2 separate regions of the Danio rerio genome follow, and region 2 is linked to region 1. Evidence: chromatin contacts called from public Hi-C data. All regions are on one chromosome and are shown on one strand. The core of a region is the stretch at or near the end of the contact, and the rest is flanking DNA. Distances in the headings are between cores, read along the strand shown. Region 1 holds the start of si:ch73-233f7.1. Region 2 has its middle 41 kb from the start of fbxw11a.

What was found. Hi-C and Micro-C count contacts between places; a contact is called where the count stands out from the background.
Region 2: a contact with region 1 is called in a Hi-C map of embryo, with 4 times the contacts expected there. The contact joins the enhancer-like site here to the promoter of si:ch73-233f7.1 in region 1. A contact is called at or near these places in 8 of 18 Hi-C or Micro-C datasets (caudal fin, embryo, fibroblasts and 3 more) and 2 of 4 datasets of contacts at active chromatin or transcription factors (caudal fin and embryo).

The regions. Positions count from the first base shown.
Region 1 is chr14:2,907,591-2,913,403 of GRCz12tu, reverse strand. It overlaps si:ch73-233f7.1, which reads left to right and starts at 3,926. Exons shown (of 5, transcript NM_001365181.1): 1 at 3,926-5,813. The coding sequence starts at 4,244.
Region 2 is chr14:3,055,138-3,060,890 of GRCz12tu, reverse strand. No RefSeq gene overlaps it. Among named protein-coding and RNA genes, the nearest start is that of fbxw11a, 41 kb to the left of the region's middle. Within about 2 kb of position 1,385, at least 31 of the 62 cell types and tissues checked have an H3K27ac peak or open chromatin away from gene starts, as enhancers often do.

The DNA.
Region 1 (5,813 bases), core at 2,677-5,176:
AAATTGCTTATTAAATAAGTTTTTAATTAAAAAGAAGTATATTTTTATGCTGTAATTTATTGTTTACACTCCTTGAAGATAGCTCGGCAGTTTGTGGGACGTCAAAATCACTTACATTTAATCAAAGGAAATGGCATAAAATGTTAAAAACATACGTCAAGAGACTTATCGTACTTGTATGTGTGTAAAGGTTTACCCATTTATATTAAAACCTCAGAATTTCATTATTTTGCATTATGTTTTTGTCATATATCACTGATTTGATGCTGTGGGGACATCAAAAGCACTTTATAGTGATAATAAAGCATTCATATATTAAAAAAAAGGTCATATAATGGATAAAATTAGTGTTCATAAACACACAGACGCTTATTTTGAGGTGTTTGTTTAGTCAAAAGTTTAAAGCATCGATGTAACATCCCGAAATGAACAGCAGAGGGAGCTCAAAGATCATTTTTGAAAGAGAAAACTGAAATAATTCGTATGGCACATTCATACACTGTAAAATAACCTGGCTGTTTGTATTTTAAGCTGAATCAAATCAACCTAATGAGTCCATTAAACCTATATTATGTTGAGCTGACTTAAAACAGCTTGTGTATATTATAAAATTAAGTTAGAACTTGATTAACTTAGTTTATTACAATGACCTAAACGACATACTGTCAGGATCAATTGATCACATATGTTTTTACGGTTTATTTTACTACATTTTATAGTATTTTTTCTATTAATATTTGAATTTGACTGAGTGGACATTTTAAGCTCGACAACATTTAACTTCAAATGTGAGGAAAATTAGGAAACATAAGTGTAGATGCTTACTGTGTGCAAAGCAGATATGTTCATCTTCTCTGAAGAAAGGCAAAATGGGGTTGGGGGTGTGGGATGTCACTGGTGTTTCTTAAAGGGGCATTTACCACATTATAAACAGCAATATCATGCAAAATGCTGAACTTATATTTTGTTTTCAAAATATTATCAAAATTGCTTATTAAATAACTTATTAATAAAAAAAATAGTATGTTTAAAAAGAAGTATATTTTTTATGCTGTAATTTATTTTTTACACTCCTTAAAGTTATCTCGGCAGTGTGTGGGACGTCAAAATCACTTAAATTTAATCAAAGGAAATGGCATAAAATGATGAAACAAACTTCAAGAGACTTATCATGCTTGTATGTGTGTAAAGGTTTTTTTCAATTTATATTAAAACTCTCAGAATTTCATTATTTTGCATTATGTTTTTTGTCATATATCACTGATTTGATGCTGTGGGGGCTTCAAAAGCACTTTATAGTGATAATAAAGCATGTATATGTTAAAACAGCTCATATAATGGATAAACAATAAGACATTAAGCATTGTTTTAGTTCCCATAAACACGCATATACAAACGCATATAGGTTTGTGGTTGGTATTAGGTTTGTGTACATACAGTCAGGGGTGGATTTAGTGATTTGGGGGCCCTAAGCAGTTTCAACCATGGGGCCCAAAAGCTCTAAAATATACGTTTTGTACTTTAATTTATTTTAAATTGATCTATTTCGCTGTTTTTATTCTTAAATCACTCCTTTTCTACATTTTGTCTCAATGCAAAAATAATGATAACAACATGTAAAGCATCCTGTCAAACTTTTAAAATGATTTGCTTTCTTAAAAAAGATTCACAACTAAAAATAAAATATAAACTATTAGATTTTTAAAACTAAATCTTTACCTAATTTGCGCATTTGCAATGTAATAAACATTAAACTTATTTTTTTAGACCATCATCATACAAAATATGATAGAAGATTATGTTATATATAATTTATAGGTATTATTTTTGCTTCTAGGTATGTATTTGGGGGCCCTCAGATTTCCCATGGCTATAAGCCGCCGCTTAGGCTTTACCTTGCTTTTAGGTTACATCCACTTTTCTTGTTAGATTGTCTTACACCTCCCCTTCAAAAAGAATCAGATTTTTTTACCAGTGTAAATTTTTATGTGGAGTAGTGTATGATATGAAGCTTTAATATCGCTCTAACCTACATAACCCCCAACTCCAATCTTACAACCATTCAAATACAGTGTGGGTAGCATAATCTGATGGGTATGTCAGGACGGTTATGTCCAAATTTTTAAGCCTCGATGCAACACGCCGAAATGAACAGCAGAGGGAGCTCAAAGATATGTTTTTAAAGGGGAAACTAATAATTTGAATGGCTCATGAAATCTTATACATATTTATGTCTTAATTTCTCTAAGACTACTTTATTCTAAGCTGTTTTGTAGGTTTTATTTTATTTATGTGTTATAAGGGTGACATTTCAAGATCCCTTATATTATACTGTTTGATTATCCAGTGCATTCATGATGATAATGTGGTCACTCTGAATTCTGAAAGCTCTCTCTCACTCTCTCTCTCTCTCTCTCTCTCTCTCTCGTCATTTCTTTGTGACTATCTCTATTTTCTTCCAGAAGTATTGAAGAGAGACAGACAGGGGTTCTGCAAGGTTACCGTGAGCGAGTTTAAATGGAGCTTGTGGTGAAAGTAATGGCACTCTCGCGCCCCGTGGACAATAAGCCGGCGGATGAAACGGGGCTTAAGGCCTCGTGTAATGCATGTTAATGTGACGGGCACCGTGAAATGCGCCGGGGATTATTTATCCAAAAACATTTGTATTCTTCTGTTGAAGAACGGCTGATCCCGGATAGCCGAGCACTAATCCGTCTCTGCGTTAATTAAAAAGAAGTCGAGAGCGGAGGAACTCCTGTTTTTTTTTTTTTTTTCAAATGCAATCATTTCTGCTGGAGCTTTACCATCTGCTGGAGGTTAAGTCTGACAGGAGATTTTATTCTGGGGATATTTAAACCTGGGTGGAGGATTTCACCTCCCCGTGGTGACAAGATCGGAAAACTTAGCTGGAGAAAACAAATCTGGTTTGAATTTGTTTACAGTAGTCAAGCTGGAGTTAACCTGGTTTAGTCTAAAAGCTAGTTGTCTCAAACTAACCAGCCTGGTGGCCAGCAAAGAGCAAACCACCTGAGGCGGTCATAGTGTCCCCCAGCAAGGTTATTCTCTCATCCCTCAAGATGTGCTATAATGAACTCCAAGAATGTGTGTGTGTGCTTGCTTTGTGTGCCTGAAAGAGAGAGAGGGAGAGAGTCGTGCGCGTTCTTAATTAGAACATTCCTCTGAGGATGCTGGTGGGGAGCGCGCATCATCGACTGGTGCATGAAATGGTTTTAGGATCACGAGGATTATCCATGAAAATTAAAGATTAGATTTGGCGAACATGTGTCACTCTTCTAGAAGACACGATTCGGATTTGTCCCATCAAAACAATAACTTCCACAATCTATAATCTTATAAGTCAGCCGGTCTGTTTTTTCCTGTAGTGTAGTCTGTTTACAAGGACTTATCTCATAACCTACATCATTCGTTTAAAAAAGGCCGGAGAGCCACCACTGGAACTCAAGCCAATATATTTCTTTTCTTTTTCTTTTTCTTTATATATATATATATATATATATATATATATATATATATATATATATATATATATATATATATATATATATATATATATATATATATTCGTAATCGGCAATGATTAATTTTGGAAGTTGCTTTCTAAAACCAGCTGGCTGGAAATGAATGAATACTCAATGTATATCTCAAACGAGAATAAATGACCCCACTGGAGAAGGTCACAGAATTACTAAGGATTGACGCTTTTCAGAAACAGAAAATGTTACACTGCCATTTAAGAAATACTGAGTATTGATTAGTTTTAACCTTTTTGCATATTCCCGGGCGATTAGGTGTGCCCGTTATCTCGCGAGTTGGTACAGTGAATATTCTCCTTGCTCTCATGTCGCCGTCCGCCAATACGAATCCTCGCCTACACACACACACGCACACACACGCACACACACCACCTCCCTCTCTCGTCTCACACACTCCTCAAAGCGTCTAACACACTGGAAAATCAAAGCGCTCGCCTCTCCTGCTCACACACCGCCTGCGCTGCGCGCAAAGCGCACAACCCAAGAGAGAGTCAAGTTTGCTGCGAGTACCATTCTCTTTTAAAAATCTACCCATGCACTTTTTAAACATAGTATTTTTTATTCTGCAAAATAATGCAGGTGCTGGTTGTGTACAGAAATAGTTTTTTTTTTAAGATCTGTTTTAATCTTTCACCTCTCAGCATGACTTTTCTCCGTGAAGACAGCTGAGAATATCTGACTTTAGGAAAATGGACCGGAGGCTTCCGAGGAGGCGATGGACGTTGGCAGGGCAAATTGTGTGTCTGCTTCTGTGTGCGTGCGCGCTGGACCGGGTTTTAGCGCAGATTCGCTATTCAATTCCCGAGGAGTTGGAGCACGGGGCTTTCGTGGGGAATATTGCTGAGGACTTGGGCTTGGACGTGGCTAAACTGTCTTCACGGAGATTCCGGATTGTGTCCGGAGCAAGAAAACAATATTTAGAGGTGAATCTGGAGAACGGGATTTTGTTTGTGAATGAGAAGATTGACCGTGAGGAGCTCTGTGAACAAAGTCCCGTTTGTTTCCTGCACTTGCAGGTGGTCATTGAGAACCCGCTGGAACTGTACCGGGTAGAAGTTGAGATTTTGGATGTGAATGACAACGCGCCCAGTTTCCCGTGGAGCGAGTTTAATTTGGAGATCACGGAGTCTGCTGCGCCTGGCTCCAGGTTCCCGCTCGAGAGCGCACAGGATCTTGACGTGGGCTCCAACTCTCTCCGCTCGTACTTGCTGAGCGCGAATCAACACTTTGTGCTGGACATTCAGACGCGGAACGATGGAAGCAAGTTCGCAGAACTCGTTCTCCAGTCTCCGCTGGACCGAGAGCAGCAAAAGATGCACGAGATGGTGCTCACTGCTGTGGACGGAGGCTCTCCGTTGCGCTCGGGCACGGCTCAGATCACGGTAACTGTATTGGACGCGAATGACAACGTCCCTGTGTTTGATCGCTCTGTCTACCGCGTCAGTTTGGTGGAGAACGCGCCGAGAGGCACGCTCGTGCTTAAACTGAACGCCACGGACCTGGACGAAGGCGCAAACGGCGAGATCACTTATTCGTTTAGCGGGCACGCGCCTCTGAAGGTGCGGGAGCTGTTCAGCGTGGACTCGCACTCGGGGGAGATACGGGTGAAGGGAATAGTGGACTACGAAAGGGCCAGCGTTTACGAGCTCTACGTGCAGGCGAAAGACAAGGGACCCTCCGCCGTGGCCGTGCATTGTAAAGTGCTGGTCGATATTCTGGACGTGAACGACAATGCGCCCGAGGTCATATTAACCTCCGTGTCGACACCTGTTCAGGAGGACGCGCCCCCGGGCACGGTGATTGCCGTGATCAGCGTAATGGACCGCGACTCGGGAGAGAACGGGGCTGTTGATTGTCAGATTCCCGGAAACGTGCCCTTCCAGCTGCACTCCTCTTTTAAAAACTATTATACACTAGTGACCAGCGAGTTTCTCGACAGAGAATCTGTCTCGGAGTACAACATCACTCTCACAGCGCGAGATCTGGGCTCGCCCCCGCTGTCCACCAGGAAGACCATTCTGGTTCAAGTGTCTGACATTAACGACAACCCGCCGCGCTTCATTCAGCCCTCGTACACAGTGTATGTGACCGAGAATAACGCCCCGGGCGCTTCAATTTGCTCGGTGACCGCATTTGATCCGGACTCTAATCAGAACGCGTATTTGTCCTACTCTATCCTGGAGGGTCAGATTCAGGGCATGCCCGTGTCCACTTATGTCTCCATCAACTCCGATAACGGCAACATTTACGCGCTGCGCT
Region 2 (5,753 bases), core at 136-2,635, 150 kb before region 1:
GCCAAAACCCCTCTAAAACCAGCCTGGTCGACCAGCTAAAACCAGCCATCCAGCCTAGGCTGGTTTAAGCTGGATTTTTTAGCAGGGAAACATTAGTAATTTTTTTTTATCTTTTATTTTTTGTAGTACAGTTAGCGAAGGAGCCAGGGAGGAAATTGCAGATTAGGACTGAAAGTGGAGACTAAATAGTTGAGTAATCGACCACTGATACTGACGCTTATAACCAATAATCGACGTTGATTCAACGTCGGCTTCCTATCTGGGTGGTCTCTTCGAATGGCCTTTTGGAATGAAAAATGTTGAAAAATACAACTGATGGACACTTCTGGCTGTCATCCTGAGAGAAGTTTTGTGACAGAAATTTGTGTCTCAAAAGTAATGGTACCATCTGAACAAAAATAGGGATGACACCTGCCTTCCAAATGAAACTGAAGCTGTCTCAATTCGCATACTCTCAATCTAAAATAGTGTACATAAAATGTCCCAAATCATAGTATGGTGAAAAGAGTATGACAAAAGGTTTTCCGGATGATCTACTATTTCCAGTAGAAACTCGAAATGTAGATCTGTCTGGAGCTACAAACTCTCGAAAAAGTGTAAACAAACAACAAACATGGCGGACGCGCGAGACCAACCGTCAAGTAGAGATACTTCGACTTGTTTGAATGACTATTATCTAGCCAACTGGGAAATATTTAAATCACGCTTTCTGTGTAATATTTCATCTGCAGCAACAATTTGAATTTAAAGACCTGTTTGGACATTCCCTTCTGAATGCGTAGTTATCCAAACACCTGAGGAGATTACTCTGCAGAAAGATTCGCGAATAACAGATTAACCTGCTGTTGCTTCTCCAATAAGGTAGGACAAGTTAATCTATATTATTTAAATTAGGGTAATGTTGGTTTTATATTTGGACATTAGTTAATTTTAGCGGTCCTTATATTGTTTATTACGCTACGTTGAGAATTCGGTCTAAAATCGCCTGTAAGTATGACTTCAAAACAACATTAGCACTGTTTGATTGACTGTGAACAATGTTGTATTTAGATAGTCTTTGGCTGCAAATATGATTTCCCTATTTAGAATTTGCAATGAATACTTTTCTGATATTATAGCTATTAAGGATGATGTGCGAATATAAAACAACTTCACCCCCAATGAAATTAACGACACTTGGATGGTGTCGAGATGATTCACAGGAGACGCAAATAAGCAGCATAGCGGTCTGTTAATGAGGAAACAGTTTGTCCCAGAGCTTGTATACTCCTCTGTGACCCTCTCAAAAGTACTTTTGCTTGACAAAACCTCTAGGTGTCATTGCAGTGTTCAGACTGAGCGCTAGGTGTCAGTGTAGATCCACGGAGAGTCTCCAGCTTGAACAAGCCCGGACGCTCCCGAATCCGCCGCCGCTCAGAGCGCGATTGAGTCGGTAATAATCGGATGACAGACCGCCAGAGGCTGTGGATTCATCCAGACTCGAGCCAATACAGAAGATCCTGCCAGAAATCTTGTCTTGTCTTGGTTTGTACGTTAAACACTCTCAATTCAAGTGCGGTGTTGTTTAAGTGTCTTTTTGTTCTGTTTTGCAAAGTTTGAAGAGGTTTAGTTTGTTTTGCTTCTGCTTAGATCAATTTATGGTCAAAAACATGCTGAAAAGCCCCATGTTTACATATTTAATAAAGTCTCTGTTGGCCAGGATTCTGCACAGCATTTTATTTCCCTGAAACAAAATAAAGCTTTTCTTTTTGCAAAAGCATTTATTGCAGGAAGCTAGAATTAATTGAAAATTATCATTCCTAATGTCTAAAATATTATGCTGGATATTTGGGGTTTTATCAAGTTATTTGACTTTATTTATTTTTATTGTCTTTTGTACATTTATGGATGATTTATTTATTTATTTATTTGATGGCTTTCCTCTTTTATTATTTGTTTTATGTGTTTTTTTCTGAATTTGTTTGTACATTTTAAATAGTTTTTTCCTCCCCACAGACACCATTTAAAAAATCCATCAATAATAGAAAGTAAATAATAGATATGTTTTGGTTCTTTTTGGATTCATATATATATATATATATATATATATATATATATATATATATATATATATATATATATATATAATATTTGACTAGATATTTTTCAAGACACTTCTATACAGCTTAAAGTGACATTTAAAGGCTAAACTAGGTTAATTAGACTGGTTAGGGTAATTAGGTAAGTTATTGTATAACGATGGTTAGTTCCATAGACAATCGAAAAAAATATAGCTTAAAGTGGCTAATAATTTTGTCCTTAAAATGGTGTTTAAAAAAATCAAAACTTATTTTATTCTAGCCGAAATAAAACAAATAAAACTTTCTCCAGAAGAAAAAATATTATCAGACATACTGTGAAAATTTCCTTGCTCTCTTAAACATCATCTGGGAAATATAGCAACAATAAAGTAGCAATCAACAACATTCTTCAAAATTTCTTCTTTTATGATTCATAGAAGACCTAATACTTACGGATTTGCATGATGTTAGGGTAAGTCAATAATTAATTAATTAATTAATTAATTAAATTCAGTCATTTATGTACACAGACTTTCCATTACATCATATCATTGAAGAAGATTGGGTTGCAAATGCAGATTTATGCAAACTAGTCTGCAGTTCGAGAGAATTTACTTATTACATTTAGATTTAGTCATTAAGCAGACGCTTTTATTCAAAGCGACTTACAAATGAGGACAAGAAAGCAATTTACACAACTATAAGAGCAACAATGAACTAGTAGTAGTAATAATTATTAGTATTTGTTTAGTATTAGTATTAGTAGTATTCTTATTAGTATTAATTTAGTATCAGTATTCTTATTATTAGTATTCATTTAGTATTAGCATAATTAGTATTTTTATTATTAGTATTTCTTAATTATTAGTATTAGTAGTATTCTTATTAGTATTTGTTTAGTATAAGTATAATTAGTACTTTTATTAGTAATATTTGTTTATTATTAGTATTAGTATTAATTTAGTATTAGTATAAGTAGTATTTTTATTATTAGTATTTCTTAATTATTAGTATTAGTAGTATTCTTATTAGTATTTGTTTAGTATCAGTATAATTAGTACTTTTATTAGTAATATTTGTTTATTATTAGTATTAGTATTAATTTAGTATTAGTATAAGTAGTATTTTTATTATTAGTATTTGTTAAGTATTAGTATTAGTATTAGTAGTATTCCTTTTATTAGTATTTGTTTTGTATCAGTATAATTAGTACTTTTATTAGTAGTATTAGTAGTAGTATTAGTAGTAGTATTTGTTTATTATTAGTATTAGTATTCATTTAGTATTAGTAATCTTATTGGTATTAATATTCGTTTAGTATTAGTAGTATTCTTATTATTAGTATTCGTTTAGTATTAGTAGTATTCTTATTATTAGTATTCGTTTAGTATTAGTATTATTAGTATTCTTATTAGTAGTATTATTTAAGTATTAGAATTCTTATTATTAGAATTAATAGTTTTTTAGTATTCGTAGTATTCTTGTTATTAGTATTCTATTAGTATTATTGGTATTCTTGTTAGTAGTATTAATTAAGTATTAGTATTCTTAGTAGTATTCGATTAGTATTAATATTTTTATTATTGGTATTTTAGTATTAGTAGTATTCTTATTATTAGTATTCATTTATATTATTAGTATTTGTTTAGTATTAGTAGTATTCATATTATTAGTTTTAGGATTAGACGTTCTTTTAGTAGGTCTTTTTAAGACCCCCTCACAACCAAAACAAACAAACAAACAAAAATGGGCTTTCGTTGGATAAACCTAATTAAAGTTTTCTTCTTAGTCTGATACTTGGATCTGGCTGCTTGTCACATTGCACAGATCTCTGACGTGTGATTGGGTGCTGCGAGTGTTGTTCCAGTTGGATAAAACATGTTACGCTCAGCTCAAGACACCCTGCCAACCACCTTCACCCCTGGGTGGACTTATGCTTGGAAATGTTAATATGTCCTCAATAGATTTTCCTTGGCAAACGGGAGCGTTTAAATGCAGAAGTGTAACTCGTCCAGAATAGACTGGAAAAATTCATAACCAGTGCAGAGAGAGAGAGCAAACTAGCACAGGCAGGCCCAGAAGAAGTCTAAGTCTGCTTAAAAACAACCTGCTCTTGTCTGTAAATAATAACAACAGTAACACACTGTAAAAAAATCCATGAATAAGCAGTTTTGTTTTGTTGTTGTTGTATTTTTGTGATTCATGTTTTTATTTTCCCTATTTGTTTCTGCTTTTGAATTGCATTATAGGACTTTTATCTTTCTACCAACAACTTTTAACCTTGAAAAGTTTGAAAAAGTGACTTTTATTATCATTTTTAATAGTATAAAGTGCTTTATTGTCTGGGTTGGTGTTGTGAATTACTCTTCAAAAACCCTTTAATAAACTGCCAGTGTATTTTCTGTTATTATAGAGACTTATTTCTTTCTATAATATTATTTATACAATATAATATTTCAAGCTACTAAAATGTCAATAAACATCATTTCGTTAAACTGTAGTCACAAATGCAGCCTGGTCCAGCTAGGACTTGAACCAGCGACCTTCTTGCTGTGAAGCAGCAGTGCTAGCCACTGAGTCGCCATGTCGCCCTTTCCCAGAAATGAGGAGGAGGGAGAAGGGATGGATGAGAGGGGGGGTTCCTCCCAAACGAAGATAGGGAATAAAGTGTATGTTAATGGTAAATTTGGAATAATCCGAATGGCTAGCTTATGATTACCGATAGTACCAGCTGTGGTCAATCATATCACATGCTCCTCTCGAAATTAGTTTGTGAAACTTCACTTTTGGGCGAGGCAGTGGCGCAGTAGGTAGTGCTGTCGCCTCACAGCAAGAAGGTTGCTGGTTTGAACCTCGGGTCAGTTGGCGTTTCTGTGTGGAGTTTGCATGTTCTCCCTGCCTTCGCGTGGGTTTCCTCCGGGTGCTCCGCTTACCCCCACAGTCCAAAGACATGCGGTACAGGTGAATTGGGTAGGCTAAATTGTCCGTAGTGTATGAGTGTGTGTGAATGTGTGTGTGTGGATGTTTCCCAGAGATGGGTTGCGGCTGGAAGGGCATCCGCTGCGTAAAACTTGCTGGATAAGTTGGCGGTTCATTCCGCTGTGGCGACCCCGGATTAATAAAGGGACTGAGCCGACAAAAAAATGAATGAACTTAACTTTTGTAAAAATGACTTGCCATCTCAGTAAAAATGTGGACTTTAAGTAAAAAATGTCTTGCCACATTAAGTGTAGTGTCGCTTAAAAAGGACATTTTGTGAAATTAATCTTTGGTATTGCCAGATTATGTCTGTAAATAATCACCTCAACACAACGACCAGTCATCATAGCTTGTCAAACACATTTTGTGTGTGTCCCTTTTAATGCAAATGCTGTTGTTTTCAACCCAAGCTCATTCTGAAAATGTAGCCCCGTGGAAGTTTCTGGAGACCGCGATTTACATGGCCGGAGGTACGTATGGCTGCATTTCGTTTTTTCAAGCGAATGCTATGGGGCGGTGTGACGCCGCTCCTCTTCGCAATTGCCGGCTGACGGCTCACCTTCTCCATGTGGAGGGCTTTCCCGCCGCAACCAGTTTGTCTGGTTAGCTCGTCATGTTACGTCGGCGGAGCGGAGGCCCGGAGGAGGAGTAGCCAGCCGCGTTCGATGACCGGGTTCGAGTCCGGGGTAAAGCGGTTCCAGAAATCAGGTAAGA